Linked DNA regions of Mus musculus: all the other regions are linked to region 1. Evidence: chromatin contacts called from public HiChIP or PLAC-seq and promoter capture Hi-C data. All regions are on one chromosome and are shown on one strand. Each heading gives the region's core, a stretch centred on a gene start, on an enhancer-like site or on the middle of the called end of the contact. The rest is flanking DNA. Distances are from core to core; before and after follow the strand shown.

What was found. Promoter capture Hi-C pulls out the DNA fragments that hold promoters and counts their contacts. HiChIP or PLAC-seq counts read pairs in DNA pulled down with a chosen protein or histone mark. Capture Hi-C pulls out chosen DNA fragments and counts their contacts.
Region 2: a promoter capture Hi-C map of liver shows a contact between it and region 1, with 2.3 times the contacts expected there. The contact joins the enhancer-like site here to the promoter of Sned1 in region 1. A contact is called at or near these places in 2 of 39 promoter capture datasets (liver and neutrophils), 1 of 115 datasets of contacts at active chromatin or transcription factors (stem cell-derived neural progenitor cells) and 3 of 9 other capture datasets (adipose tissue, embryonic stem cells and liver).
Region 3: a FOXA1 HiChIP or PLAC-seq map of pancreatic cancer cells shows a contact between it and region 1. The contact joins the promoter of Bok here to the promoter of Sned1 in region 1. A contact is called at or near these places in 6 of 39 promoter capture datasets (cranial neural crest, hippocampal neurons, liver and 3 more), 2 of 484 Hi-C or Micro-C datasets (the G1E-ER4 cell line and embryonic stem cells) and 2 of 115 datasets of contacts at active chromatin or transcription factors (embryonic stem cells and pancreatic cancer cells).
Region 4: a promoter capture Hi-C map of pancreatic islet shows a contact between it and region 1. The contact joins the promoter of Rnpepl1 here to the promoter of Sned1 in region 1. A contact is called at or near these places in 1 of 484 Hi-C or Micro-C datasets (embryonic stem cells), 2 of 115 datasets of contacts at active chromatin or transcription factors (embryonic stem cells and pancreatic cancer cells) and 2 of 9 other capture datasets (adipose tissue and pancreatic islet).

What each region holds. Positions count from the first base shown.
Region 1 is chr1:93,234,187-93,237,356 of GRCm38.p6, reverse strand. Sned1 (sushi, nidogen and EGF-like domains 1) reads right to left here and starts at 1,460. Exons shown (of 31, transcript NM_172463.4): 1 at 1,156-1,460. The coding sequence starts at 1,368.
Region 2 is chr1:93,719,762-93,722,931 of GRCm38.p6, reverse strand. The region is part of intron 3 of Thap4 (THAP domain containing 4); the gene reads left to right. Among named protein-coding and RNA genes, the nearest start is that of Thap4, 33 kb to the left of the region's middle. Within about 2 kb of position 1,526, at least 8 of the 459 cell types and tissues checked have an H3K27ac peak or open chromatin away from gene starts, as enhancers often do. A contact at or near this core is called in liver, where this site is marked.
Region 3 is chr1:93,684,059-93,687,228 of GRCm38.p6, reverse strand. It overlaps Bok (BCL2-related ovarian killer), which reads right to left and starts at 1,654. Exons shown (of 5, transcript NM_016778.3): 1 at 1,375-1,654; 2 at 560-811. The coding sequence starts at 782.
Region 4 is chr1:92,909,275-92,912,444 of GRCm38.p6, reverse strand. Rnpepl1 (arginyl aminopeptidase (aminopeptidase B)-like 1) reads right to left here and starts at 1,620. Exons shown (of 11, transcript NM_181405.4): 1 at 962-1,620. The coding sequence starts at 1,474. It overlaps 5033417F24Rik (RIKEN cDNA 5033417F24 gene), which reads left to right and starts at 1,681. Exons shown (of 2, transcript NR_138578.1): 1 at 1,681-1,866; 2 at 2,467-3,170.

The DNA of each region.
Region 1 (3,170 bases), core at 211-2,710:
CACAGTGGTGGACTGTGTGATGTTTGTCACTGTGGGGTACAGGGTTCTGGAGATGGTGGTGGCGGTGAATAGGCCCCGTGGACAGTGGTGGCCAGGAGGATGGCAATGCAGACCACGTGGCTGGTGATGGAGGCAGTGTTCAAGATGGTAGGGATGACAGTATGGCGGCTGAAGGCAGCAGTGCTTATGGCGGAGGTGAGTGTGCCAGTGGAGGCGGTGATAGTGGATGTGGTGGCACTAATGGCAAAATCATTGGTAGAGCTAATGGTGATTGGTGTTGGATTCGGCAGAGGGTGTGTGAGAAGATGGTGCTTTAACTATAGACTACGTTGGCTCTGGCGTTTCTAAGTGGATTTGAGTAATTCAGGAGGCTCATTTCACTACAGATCATCCCTTTGTGCACAGGTGACTGGCGCAGGGTCAGACCCTGAGAACATGGAGGCTGGCACTCAGGTTCTGCAATCCACTGAGACCTCTCCAGCATTCGTGTCTGGGGCTGGAGTGAGGAATTACCCTTGGGAGCCCTGTTTAGAGGGTCTGATCTTGGTGGCCAACCTCCAGGGGACTAAGATGGGGAGGGGAAGGGGTAAGCCCCTCTACACTGCCCCTAGCTGCCAGCCCTGCCCAGCGCAGGTCTCCTGCAACTAAGCAAATCATGCCCGAATTCCTTCTGGCTGTGGGCCTTGGGTGTTAACTGTGGGTGAGGTTGAAATGGCTTAGAGAGGGCTGAGACCATCACAAGCCAGATACCCCACTAGGGTAACTGTGGCCAGAGGCCATGTGCCTACTACCACATAGCTCACTGTGAAGGAACAGGATCGAAGGCTCCCCACTAGGCACTGGGGGACCCGCAGCTCTGCGGAAGCCTGTCGAACTCTGCCAACGTCCCAAACAGGTCGGGCCTTGAGCAGCAGGGGCGCGCCGCGTTCCGCTGGCCTGGCTGTCGCCTAGGTGCCCTGGCGGTTGCTCGCCCCGCCCTGCCCACGCCTCTCCCGCCAGTCGCTGTCCGGCCTTGGCCGCGGGAGAGAGGAAGCGCTGTCCTCATTCCACCTCTGGCTGCCGCGGTGCCAAGTTGCTGGCGGCGGCAGCGGCAAGAGTTGGGGTGGAGGGCAGCGGCGCCCTCCCCGGAGCCCCCTCGAGCTCGGGGTTACTCACGTAGAGTCCGGAGTGCTCGGCGCCGAAGAACGGAAAGGGCACCGAGAGTGGTTGCAGCCCTGAGCCGCCGTCGTCCTGCTTCGGGGTGACGGTGTCGCCGCGCTTCGTGCCGAACGGGTAGAAGTCGGCGAGGGCCACGGCAGCGCGCACCCCGCGCGTCCCGAGCCCCAGGGCTGCGGCCAGCAGCAGCGCCCAGGCGGCGCCGAGGCGCATCGCCGGGATCTGAGGGCGGGCCACGGGGCTCGGGCAGGTGGCTGCAGTCACCGCACGACCGACTGGCCGCACAGTTCCCTTCCGCTAGCTCGCGTCGCACTCCGGAGACCCGCGCAGCTTAGGAAGGCGTGAGGCACGACTGCGGACCGCCTGCCTAACGCGGGGACCGGGGTTTAAATAGCCTGCCCAGCCGGCCACTCGGGAGGGGCGGGGAGAGGCGGGGTCATGCAAATAGTGGCATTTTTAACTTGCTGGTCCGCGGAGTGGGAGGGTGCGGGAGCGGAGCGTAGCTCCCAGGCCCTTCTGTGTCGAGGCTCATTAAAGCCGAACTAGTACTGGGTTGGCTCCACCTCCAAACCGAGGCCCTTTTGCTCTCTTGCATTTGGGCTATGTTGAGGTGAGGACTTACAGTCTCCTGTCACCAGCTTAAGGCCTGCCCACAGGAGGAGCGTGGGCAAACCCAGCAGTTCTGAAGCTGACTTGTTGCCCTAAGGCCTGATTTTGAACAGGCTTCCTGTGTGTCCTCTGGGGTCCCTGTCAGGCCAGAGCATCTGGCTTTTCCTGACAGAATGCCAGTCTGGGCCACTTCTCCCTACAACACTTACACAAACCTTGCGTGGCCACACCCCAGCCCTAAGTTAGGACATCAACTTTCAGAACCAGCTGAAACCTGTCCTAGGGTCTATTCCTTTTCTGGTTTCACTGAGGATGAACCTTGGGTCTGGGAGACTCGAAGACTTACTTAGCTTTCTCTCGTGTAAGGACTTTCCCCTATGGGATCAGTCATGCAGCACAGCTGGACAATGTTAGGGAAACCTGCGGGGTAGGCTGGTCACCCAGGCCCTGGGGGCAAGTTAGTTGCTGTGGCTCCTTAACCTTTCTCGATCTTCTTAAGAATTGCTTTGTAAGTGGCTGTCCTGCCTCAGGGGTGCAACCTGGTCTTTTTCTGTGTCCCCTTGGCGCCTCTTGGGGGCCTCAGTTCTCACCACCTTGTCTGCACCCAGATCCTACTGTTGGATAATGTGACTATAAGCCAAGTCTGGGATCCCCAAAGACAAGATGCTGCCTCTCAAAGAGAAGCAAGGAAGAAAAAGAAAAGCTACAGAAGTAGCAGCAGCTGCCCCGGAGATTCTGGTTTGTGCTGGCTTTGCATTTTTCTGGATTTCCCAAAATCTCTCTAACAAGCATGTGCTGTGTCTCAGTTCCACAAGGGACATTGCATATTATTTTTCAAGTATAGCAGAGAGTTCTCCGTGTGTCAGTCAGGGGTACCTAGCTTACACAGATCCTGTTCTTAGCAGACTCACCACTGTGATACGCCCAACCCTCAGCGTCGGGGACCAGGCACCAAATTTAAGGAGACCATTTTTGTTTGCACTGACCACGTCTACCCCACACCTGGTACATGGCTTGCCTTCCTCTGTCCCACCCCTCCAGCTTTGTGTAGTGATCCTGATTGGCAGAGGGGTAAGCCAAGGCTGGAGATGTGAAATGTTTTGCTGTACAGTTGGCTAGAGAAGATCAGCCTCTGGTGCCAGGCGTGGTGACGACTTTAATCCCAGCACTCAGGAGGCAGGTGGATCTCTGAGTTTGAGGCCAGAGTGAGTTCTAGGATAGGCAGAGCTATATGAAGAAACCCTGGCTAGCAAAAACAAAAACAAAACAAAAACCGATCAGCCCTTGGGCCAGGCTTCTGGATGTAAGAGTACTCTCTGGTAAACACCGTCGTCTCATTGACCAGACCACATCACGGTCAGGACCAGGCCTCGCAAGGCCTCCTGCACAGCTTCTAGCACAGAGCT
Region 2 (3,170 bases), core at 277-2,776, 490 kb before region 1:
CAGGGCAGGAACTGAAACAGAAGCTGTGGAAGAATGCTGCTTACTGGCTGTTCCTTGTGGCTTGCTCAGTTTGCTTGCTTAGACAACTCAGGACCACTTCTCTGAGTTGGTACCATCTCCAGTGAGCTGGGAATTCTGGATAATAAATTACCTAGTGCTGAGAGATGGCTGCGGTTAAAAACACTGACTGCTCTACCAGAGGTTCAGTTCCCAGCACCCACGTGCCAGCTAACAGTCATCTGTATCTCCAGTTTCTGGGGAATCTCAAATTATCTTATGGCCTCCAGGCATCTGTGTAGGGAATGCCTATACACATAAAACGAAACAACAACAAAAAGTCTTGGGCTAGAGAGATGTCTCACCAGTTAAGAGCACATATTTCTTTTCCAAAAGGACCCAAGTTCGATTCCTAGCACCTATGTCAGGCCACTTAAAATTACCTATAACTCCAGCTCCAGAGATCCCCAAGCTCTGACCTCCATAGGTACCCCAACACATGTGTCATACACACATATATACTCATGATAAAAATTAAATAATCTTTAGATAAATAAATCTCAAAAGAGTCAAGTAACATAATGCCTGTAACCCCAGTACTTGGGATAATGAAGCAGAAAGATCACAAGTTCCAGGGCTGTGGGCCTGATTGTCTCAGATTTAAGAGTAAAGAGGTGTGGGCCTGGAGTGGTGGTTCCGTGGGTAAGAACTCTAGCTGCTTTTCTAGAGGACCTAGGTTCTGGGTTTGGTTCCCAACACCCACAAGGTGACTAACAACCATCTTTAAGTAGTTCCAAGGGAGCCCATGTCTTCTGGCCTTGCAATTACCAGGAATGTATGTGGTACACAGACATACATGCAGTCAAAATACCCATACATATAAAATTTTTTAAAATAATAATAAAATTTTAAGAGAGAGCCAAGGATATATATAGCTCAGTGGTAAAAGACTCGCCCAACATGTGTGAGACCCTGGGTTCAATTCCAGCACTGGAAAAAACAAACAAATAAATGGTCCAGATAGTATAAATCAGGCTCGCTCCTTCTTTCTCCTCCCTCCAGTCTCTCCCTCCACCCCCCCCTCCCCCTCCACCCCGGTCCCCTTCCGTCTCCCCTGCTAGGCCTCGTGTATAAGCAGCCTCTGCCACTGCATTATACTCAGAGCTCAGCCAGAGCCTTTTCGGTTTTCACGTCAGGCTATGACAGTGTAGACCATGCTGGCCTTTGTCTCCTAAGTGCTGCGATTAGAGACCTGTGTACTATGTTCAGTATGAATATGTGACAAAGGTTAGTAGAAATTATACCCTAATTATATTTAAGTGTGTGTTTGTGTGTGTGTGTGTGTGTAAACAGTACCTGTTCTTCTATTTCTACCATATAGAATGATTGGGTTCTTACACAAAAATAAGCACTGGATTTAATTCCAGCACTGGGGACACGAGGCAGACAAATCTATTTAAAGTCAAGGTCAGCCATCAATACACAGTGAGACCTTGTCTCAAAACAAACAAACAAGCAAAAGCCTTTAATCCCAGCACTGGGGAAAGAGGCAAGTCTAGTCTACAGAGTGAGTTCTCAGACAGCCTAGACTACACAAAGAAACCCTGAGATTTGGCTGTAATTATCTACAGTGTTTACAGCAGTGCCTAGGACTGAAACTGAAATACACAAGTTGAAAGGCCTCTGGAAAAGGACACTCCATATTATTAAGAACAAGTTACTGGGGCCGGGTATATCTGGTATGTGCTTCAGACCCTGCCACAGCACCCGCGTGCACACACACATGATCTCCTGGCCTTAAGAGTTGGTCAGCGTGGAACAATGAACAGGAATGGAAGAGTGTTGGCAGGGGCTGGTAGACAGCTGAGAGAGCCTCTTCTGGTCAGAGTAGATCATGTCCCAGCAGTCCCATAGCTAAGGTCTCTTCCATAATGGCTTTGTTTGTTTGTTTGTTTGTTTGTTTGTTTTGCTGAGTGAACTTCTCCTAGGGAAACATGAGCTATGAGCTATTCACCCCAAGTCAACAACCAAGGACTCTACCAAGGTTCAGCTTGTTACATGTCGGACATATTACAGAGCATGGGTGGGAGGTTACTCACAGGAGTGTGGGTGGTCCCCAGACAGCGACATTACCACAGAGCACACCCCATCATGGATGCACCCTCACAGAAGCTGCATCACAGAGCTCCCTTTTAGTTAGCCTTACACTTGCATATGCTCTAGCATCTCCCGGGATCACTTGCACTTGTTGGGTGGACAGGAGAGAGTAATGTGCGGAATCTCAGGTAACGGTCCTGTGCGAAAGAATGTTGACAGCTCTATTACCGTAAGACCTAGCCGTCACCATATTGCTCTGTGTGTTTTATTACCATTGTTTCTGAGACACAGAAATCTCTGCTCCAAGATGGTAGTAGGATGACCATGTAATTCCAGAAGGAAAAGGCCCTAGCACCCCAGACCCCCATCTTCTGGCTACTACATTTTTTACTCCCTCTTTTGCAAGATTCATTTAGCCTTGGAAAGGTGGTACATGTATTTTTTTTTTAAACATTGGCCCACCTATGTCACTTAACCAGGCCTTATTTATTCTTAGCAGTGTAACCAGTTATGAGTCTTTGCACCTTACCAGCTCTCTACAACCAAGGCCTAATAAACTAATAAAGGTACTAATAAACTCTGATCATAAACACAGACACGTACAAGGTCATTTGATATGTCCATTCAACAAAGCAAAACAATCCTCCTGAGACGTGTGGCCTGCCCAGCCACAGGCTTCTATCTGACATACACTACCAGCAGCAAGGTGTGACTGATCTTCTACAGCGAGCCTTGCAGCTAGTTGGAAGGCTGCTGGCTGCACTCAGAGTCGTCACAGCTACTGTTGTGCCGTGAGCAAGCCTACCTGGCAGTTTGATAGTGTAGCTCTCGGTACATGTAGGCCAGTAAGATCGTTGGTGGCAGTTCTTCCAGCGGCAAAGCCAGCCAGCATGGAAGGAGGGTCCGGCTGAGTCCCAGCTTGATTTCTCCACGTTCTGCAACCAAAGCCTGCAGTGTCACCAGCAGGATGATCCTACCATCCAGTCAGACACATAACCAACAAGAGTGGCAACACTTTTATGATCTGGGGAGCCTCCATAACAAGCAGCTGTAGGGAGGTTGACACCTTGTAGCTT
Region 3 (3,170 bases), core at 405-2,904, 450 kb before region 1:
GTGTCCCAGATATTCTTCAAGAAGGCCCTGGGGGGCCTTCCCATCAAGGGAAACTGCAGAGGGTGTCGGACCTCGGCCAATAACTGAAAGGCCTATTTTCCAAAACAAACATTGGGACACGTGGTACCACAAAGGATTTTTTAGTCCAGCAGAGTACAAGGGTCACAATAAAGTTTAGCTGCTAAAATACTGCTCCTCCAGAGCTTTCTGTGTTTTATGGCAAGAGTGTCTGTGATCTGGACTAAGCAGGAACCAGGAGGGGGGAGGTTGACAAAGGAGCCTGCAAGCAGACAAGCCTGGGGACAAAGAGCAGCGCCAGCCTGGGTGGCCTATCCTTGCACCCTCTCCATTCCAGACAGATTTGGGCTCCCACGCACGCCTCCTCTCTCAGCGCCAGCGGGAGGGTGAGGCACAACCGCAGAAGGGCTGGTCATGTCACAAGAAGGGAATGTCTGTGCAGAACAGCTGTACCGGGAACCCTGAAACACTGCGGGCAGGCCCATCCAACCAGCTATAGAGGGGCGGCCTGGGATGGTACCTGCTGGTGCCCCACACTCACCCAAGCGCAGCAGCACTGTGCACACCTCTGCCAAGCGTCCTCCAGGGGCAGGCGAGGCACGCTCTGGAGCGCTCCAGGAGAGGCCGGCGCGCAAAAGCCGCGCGTGCACGTACTCCCGGCCTAGTGCCTTAGCCTGGGCCACCAGCTCCTTGTCTGTGGGCGAGCGATCAAAGGCGTCCATGATCTCCGCTGCAAAGACAGAAGAGCGCCGCAGCACCTCCATGGCCGAAGCGCGGGCGAGAGGCGCCACACCTACGAATAGACTGAGTTCAGACCGGACCGCCTCCAGCCAGGTGGCGAAAGGACTCCCGCCACGGGAGGAGACCCAGAAGCGCGGCCCGAGGCACAGCGGTCCCCACCGCGTGCGCGATTCAAACAACACAGGAGGTTGGCTGTGCGCCGCCCTCAAAAAGGGCCGGTTTCCGATAGCCTCTCGTTTTGCACCCCAAATCTTTTAAAAGTCTCGGGTTCTTTTTAGGTTCTAAATTAAATCTCGCAGATCCCAGCGGTGGTCAGGGGTTGGAAACACCGCAGGGAAGTGGCGATAGGTTCTTTAATCACAGCGCCCAGGCTCCAGGACCAATTTGGGGGAGAAGAGGATGCAGAGTAGCCTGCTGCGACCAGCCGACAAGCAGGACCCCGCGGGCTCCTCCCTGCCGACGAGTGGGGTCCTAAGGAAGGCTCCAAACTGCGCGGCAGTCCCCGGGCTCGGAGACCACGCACCTGCGCACCTCGCAGAGCCCGTGTTTGTCCCCGGTGTCGCTGTTCCCATGGTGCTACATCCAGGGCACCGACGCCACGCCCGCCCGACTCACCTCTCCCGCCTCATGGCGCGCGGGGCGGCGGTGGAGTTCTGGTTTCAGGACCCGCTCGCTGCCGTCTCCGGCGGTCTAGACCCTTCCATTCAAACCCGCGAGCGCGCGCCCCGCCCCAGCGCCCGCCCCGTCCACACCCGAGCTGAAGCACAGGCTCCGCCGGTCTTCCCGCGCGCTCGCAGAAGTCCTGGTCCCGAGGGGTGCGGGAGGCGTACCGCGGTCTCCCCGCGGGCGAGAAGCCAGGCTTAGGGCTTCGCCTTCTAAGGAAACGGCAACCCCCGGGGGCGGAGCCGCAGCCCAGCTCTGCCCAACGCCTCCCTGGTTTAAGAAAGGCCAGCACAAGTTCTCGGGATGCGCCCGGGAACGCCGCCAGACTGGAGCTGTCCCGGCAGGCAGCGCGAAGAACATCCAGCTCTGACACCAACCCACTGGGGCGCACCAAGTTCCATTTTAAAATGAGCTGACTTATATTTCCTTATTGTCTTATAGAGGCTCCTTAAAGATCCTGGATTCTTGAAGTTGTAGGAGATCTGATGCCCTCTTCTGATCTCCAAGGACACCAGGCATGCACGGGGATTCACAGACATGGAGGCAGGCAAACATTCATACACAAAACAAAAATAACAATAAGTAAATATTTAAAAATAGATTCTGCATTCTTGGCTTAATAGAGCCTTTGGAGTGTGGTGAAGACTTGGGTATGTACATGGTTGAAGATACTACAAATACCCATCCATTCCCACTCAAGTCTAGCTTTGCTTTTAATGAGCTGGACTTATTTATATCCAATCCAATATATAATCTTTTGTAGTTAGTTATCTCTCATTAGGGTATTTCCCTTTGACAGAAAAAGGGGAGGGAGGGAGAGAGACAGAGACACAGAGAGAGGCAGAGACAGAGAGACTCACAAAGAGAGAGAGGCTTGTCTGGAGCTCTGTGTTGACCAGCTGGTCCAACCTGCAGGAATCACCCAGCCCCTGGCTCCGGAGTACTAGACTACAGCGGTCTTCAGAAGCTTAGTTACTTTAGGATTCATACTTAGACCTATGCTGGATCACAGACATCGTTGTGAACAGTGTGGCAGTGAATCCGAGCTCCCTTTTTCCATACCGATTTCCAAGAAAGTCAACATCATCTACTAGACTCTGGTCTTCTCCTTCATCTTTGGACCCAACTGCAAAATCTCAACAATGGGATTTGCTAACTCGACCTAGTTTGTGTAAGTAAAACACTTCACTTAGAGCTATAAAATGCATATTCTACACACGCACACCAAAATAGACTACACCTGAAACCATAAACAAGTGTCAACAAATTTCAAAGAACCAAAATCATACAGTAATTACTCTCTGAATTAAAGCTAAATTGCAGAAAAACCAGTGGAAGTCTCCAAATGCTTGGAAATGAAACAGCGTACTTATAATGAGGCAATAAATAATAAATCACAATGAAAATGTTAAAAGGTTTATTTATGTGTTTTATGTAGATGGGTGTTTTATCTGGATGTATGTCTGCACACAAGAAGAAAGCATTGGATCTCACAGGACTACAGTTATAAGTGGTTGTGAGCCACCATGTGGTTGTTGGGAATTGAACTCAGTACTTCCGGAAGAGCAGTCAGTGCTTGTAACCGCTGAGCCACCTCTCCAGTCCTACCATGGAAATATTTTCAAGTGAACAGTCACAAAAACAGTACAAGCCCAGGTTAAAACCCAGCATCACCACATACAAGTCCCAGTGCTATTGGGGCAAAGAAGAGGAGATCCCTGGGACTGGCAGGACAGGAACCTAGCTCA
Region 4 (3,170 bases), core at 371-2,870, 330 kb after region 1:
GGGACTCTGGGAAGAGGTGGCAGGCCCCAGTCAAGACTCCTGAGAAGAGTGCAGGAAGCCCACAGATGTGAATCCCATCTGGTCTTTTTCTGCCCAGATGTCAACTTGTCCCTTTGTGGCTCCTGGCCTGTTCCTTTGGGCTCCCCAGGTGGGGGCAGATGAACCTTCCAAGGGCCCTGCAGAGCTGCTGCCTGTGCTCTGTGTATCCATGGTAGATGTCACATGAGCACTCTCTCCTACCTGGGGAGCTGGAGGGAGGAACCGTGCTTCAGGAGTCAAAGGTCCTGTTCCATTCTGCAACCCCATTGGCCCTGTGCTACCCCAACACTAGCTTTACATCCTTTGCTTTTTCCATCGGGACCTGTGGGATGGTGGGTGCTCTGTGCGGAAAGCCTGAGCAGAGCCCTGTGTGTCTATTAGGAGGTGGAGCACACCTGCCCCAGCATGTCACAATACAGTGTAGGGAGCCCAAAGCCACGCCTCACAGCTCACAAGGCCTTGTCTGTCACCCACTGTCCCTCGTTCCACCTCCAGAGAACAGACCCGGGTGTCCTCAAGCCCTGTGAAGGTGCAGGTCACAGGGTGGCCCTTCTGTATCAGGCGCTCTCAGAACACCCCTCAATGCTGGGCTCTTACAGCTGACTTAGCAGAGCCCCACCAGAAGCTGCTCTTGTACCCAGATACTGGTACAAGACGGGAAGTTGTCGTTCTCCCCTTCCCCTGAGAAACACACTGTTGAGTATCTCCACTGTCCACCGGGCCTGGACCTGGGGCTCTACTCGAAGAACTTGTAGGCAATATGCCACCTAGGGCAGACAGACTCTTGGTCCAGGCTGCCCCTCGCCCTCTGCAGGTGTCCCAGGGGCAGGGTGCAGCTGGCCCAGCAGTGAAATGAACGAGGGGTGCCTTCAAAACCCCGCTGACCGCCCACAATCCAGAAGCCCACCCGGGCGGGACTCACGGCCGGGGCGTCGGTCGAGGTGTAGCGTAGGATGACCTGGAAGGGCTGGTGCGCCTGCACCTCGGGAGGCAGTGTGACGGTCAGAGAGGAGCCATAGTCGGTGAACGGGTCCAGCCTGAAGGCCAGCGGGCAGCTGGCAGACTCCGCTCCAGGCGCATCGGCGAAGCCGGGCAGCGGGGGCCCCGACCCCGGGGCAGGGAAGGCGAAGGTGCACGGCGACTCGGAGACGGCGGAGGCGCGGCGAAACGAGACCGAGTGTAGGCGCAAGGCCGGGTGCGCGTCGAGCACGAGCGCGCGGGGCGCGGGCCGCAGCGCGCACAGTTCCAGCACCAGGCAGCCGGCCAGCTCACGCGCCTCGGGCCGCAGCTCCAGGCCCAGCTGCAGGTGGCGGAGGCGGAAGAGCTGCGCGCTGGAGGCCGAGGCCACGTCCAGGGCGGGCGGCGGCTCCGGCGGCGGGCGGGCGGGCGCGGCTTCGGCGCCGGGCGCCTTGCGGCAGCAGCACTGCGCCGCCATGACCACCGGCGCTAGGTGAAATCCATGGGCGGCGGCCACTGTAGGCCGCGGTCAGTGGGCGAGGGGCCCGGGCGGCGGTGGCGGTGGCGGTGGCGGTGGTGGTGGCGGCGGCGGCGGCGGCGGTGGCGGCCGGGCGCGGGCACAACAGGAAGTCGCGCCGGGAGCCGCCCGGCCCGTCCCCGCGCCGTGCGCCGCCCCGCTCAGGCTGGGCTCGGCAGCCACCGGGGGCGCTGTGTGCGGCCCCGGGCCTGTGCACCGAGACGCGGCGCGAGCGGCGGAGCAGAACGCGAGGCAGGACGCTGGGGAAGGCTGGGCATCTTCAGCCTGCGCGCTGCAACTATGGCTTGCGGGGTAGTCTTGGAGGCGGGACCGTCGCTTTCGCAGGGACGCAGGTGACACCTCTTCCAGTCGGTCCTCAGACTCCGGGAATGATTCTTGTGGTTACCCTGATGCGATTCCGCCAGAGTCCTCCAATTGGCCTGGGCAGTAGCCATCGGGTGCAAAGCGGCTTGGGAAAATGCACGGCTGTCAAGTACATAGTCCATAAAGGTGTGACTATTTAGATTCAAATTAGGCATAAAGAGAAGCTGTCAGTAGCACTGGCCGTGTTTTAGGATCGACTTTTTGTTGTTGTTGAGGTGTGTGTGGAGTGAAGACACACTGATGAACGCAGTTCTGCCTTGAGGCTCCTATGTAAGGGCTACAGAGCTGCAGGGGCATTTTAGGCTAGCACAACAAAACCGTTCAAAGGTTGAGCTGTCCAATACCAGTACCAATACAAGGTGTGGACAGAGGTGATCTGCTGTCTATCGGTAGGAGGAGGGACAGATTTTGAGGGAGAGGAACTTTTAAAACTGGGGGAATATTCTGGAGAGACACATTCTGTCTCCTACTCTGATAGTGTGGGTGAAGTGTCACTTCTGGGGAGTGCCCAGCTGTCTGGATTCAGTCTCCCCAAATGCAAGTCAAGTGAACCAGCCCTCTTTCCACAGGTGAGAGGTACGGCTAAGTCTCCATGCGCCCTCTTAGCTGGCAGTACCTGGGATCACTCCTGGAGCCCTCATTTCAGATTCTGCAGGAACTCCAGGGCTCATGTTGTCATTCAGAGGCAAGGACAAGAGGGAGGAAGACCGGGCTCAATGGAAACCCCTCAGAATTCCAGCACTTGGGAGGCGGAGACAAAAGCATCAATAGTTCCCAGTCATCCTTGGCTGTATACGGAGTGGGTGCAGCCAGCTGGGTTAAAAAGAGTAAAGGGACCCAGAGTTAAGGTTATCACTACTTTCAGGTGTCCAGTGGCCTGTCCACAAGATTATCTACGAAGGGATTCTCAGATTCTCAACTCAATTGGACTGTCCTGTTGGCCTGGGTTTCTTTTGTCCAAATGATGTAGATTGTAGGGGTCCCCCAGCCCAGTCTCAAGTTGTACCCCCAGAGGTTGGGGGTCTTATCATTTCTGTCTTGGTGATACTTCCTTCTGGAAACAGAAGTTGTTATATGAGACAGCCTTGGCCCAGCTATTCCACTTCTACAGACGGACTGGGTGTGCTGCCACCCCATATTTTTATAAGGAGCCAACACGGCTCTTTTGTGACTAAGAGGACATTTTGCACTGTGGAGTCAGTAGACTTCAAACTCCAAGCCTCCAAATGCCTTCACCATCATGGTGCCCAGCCCAAGAACCTGTCCTCTTAAC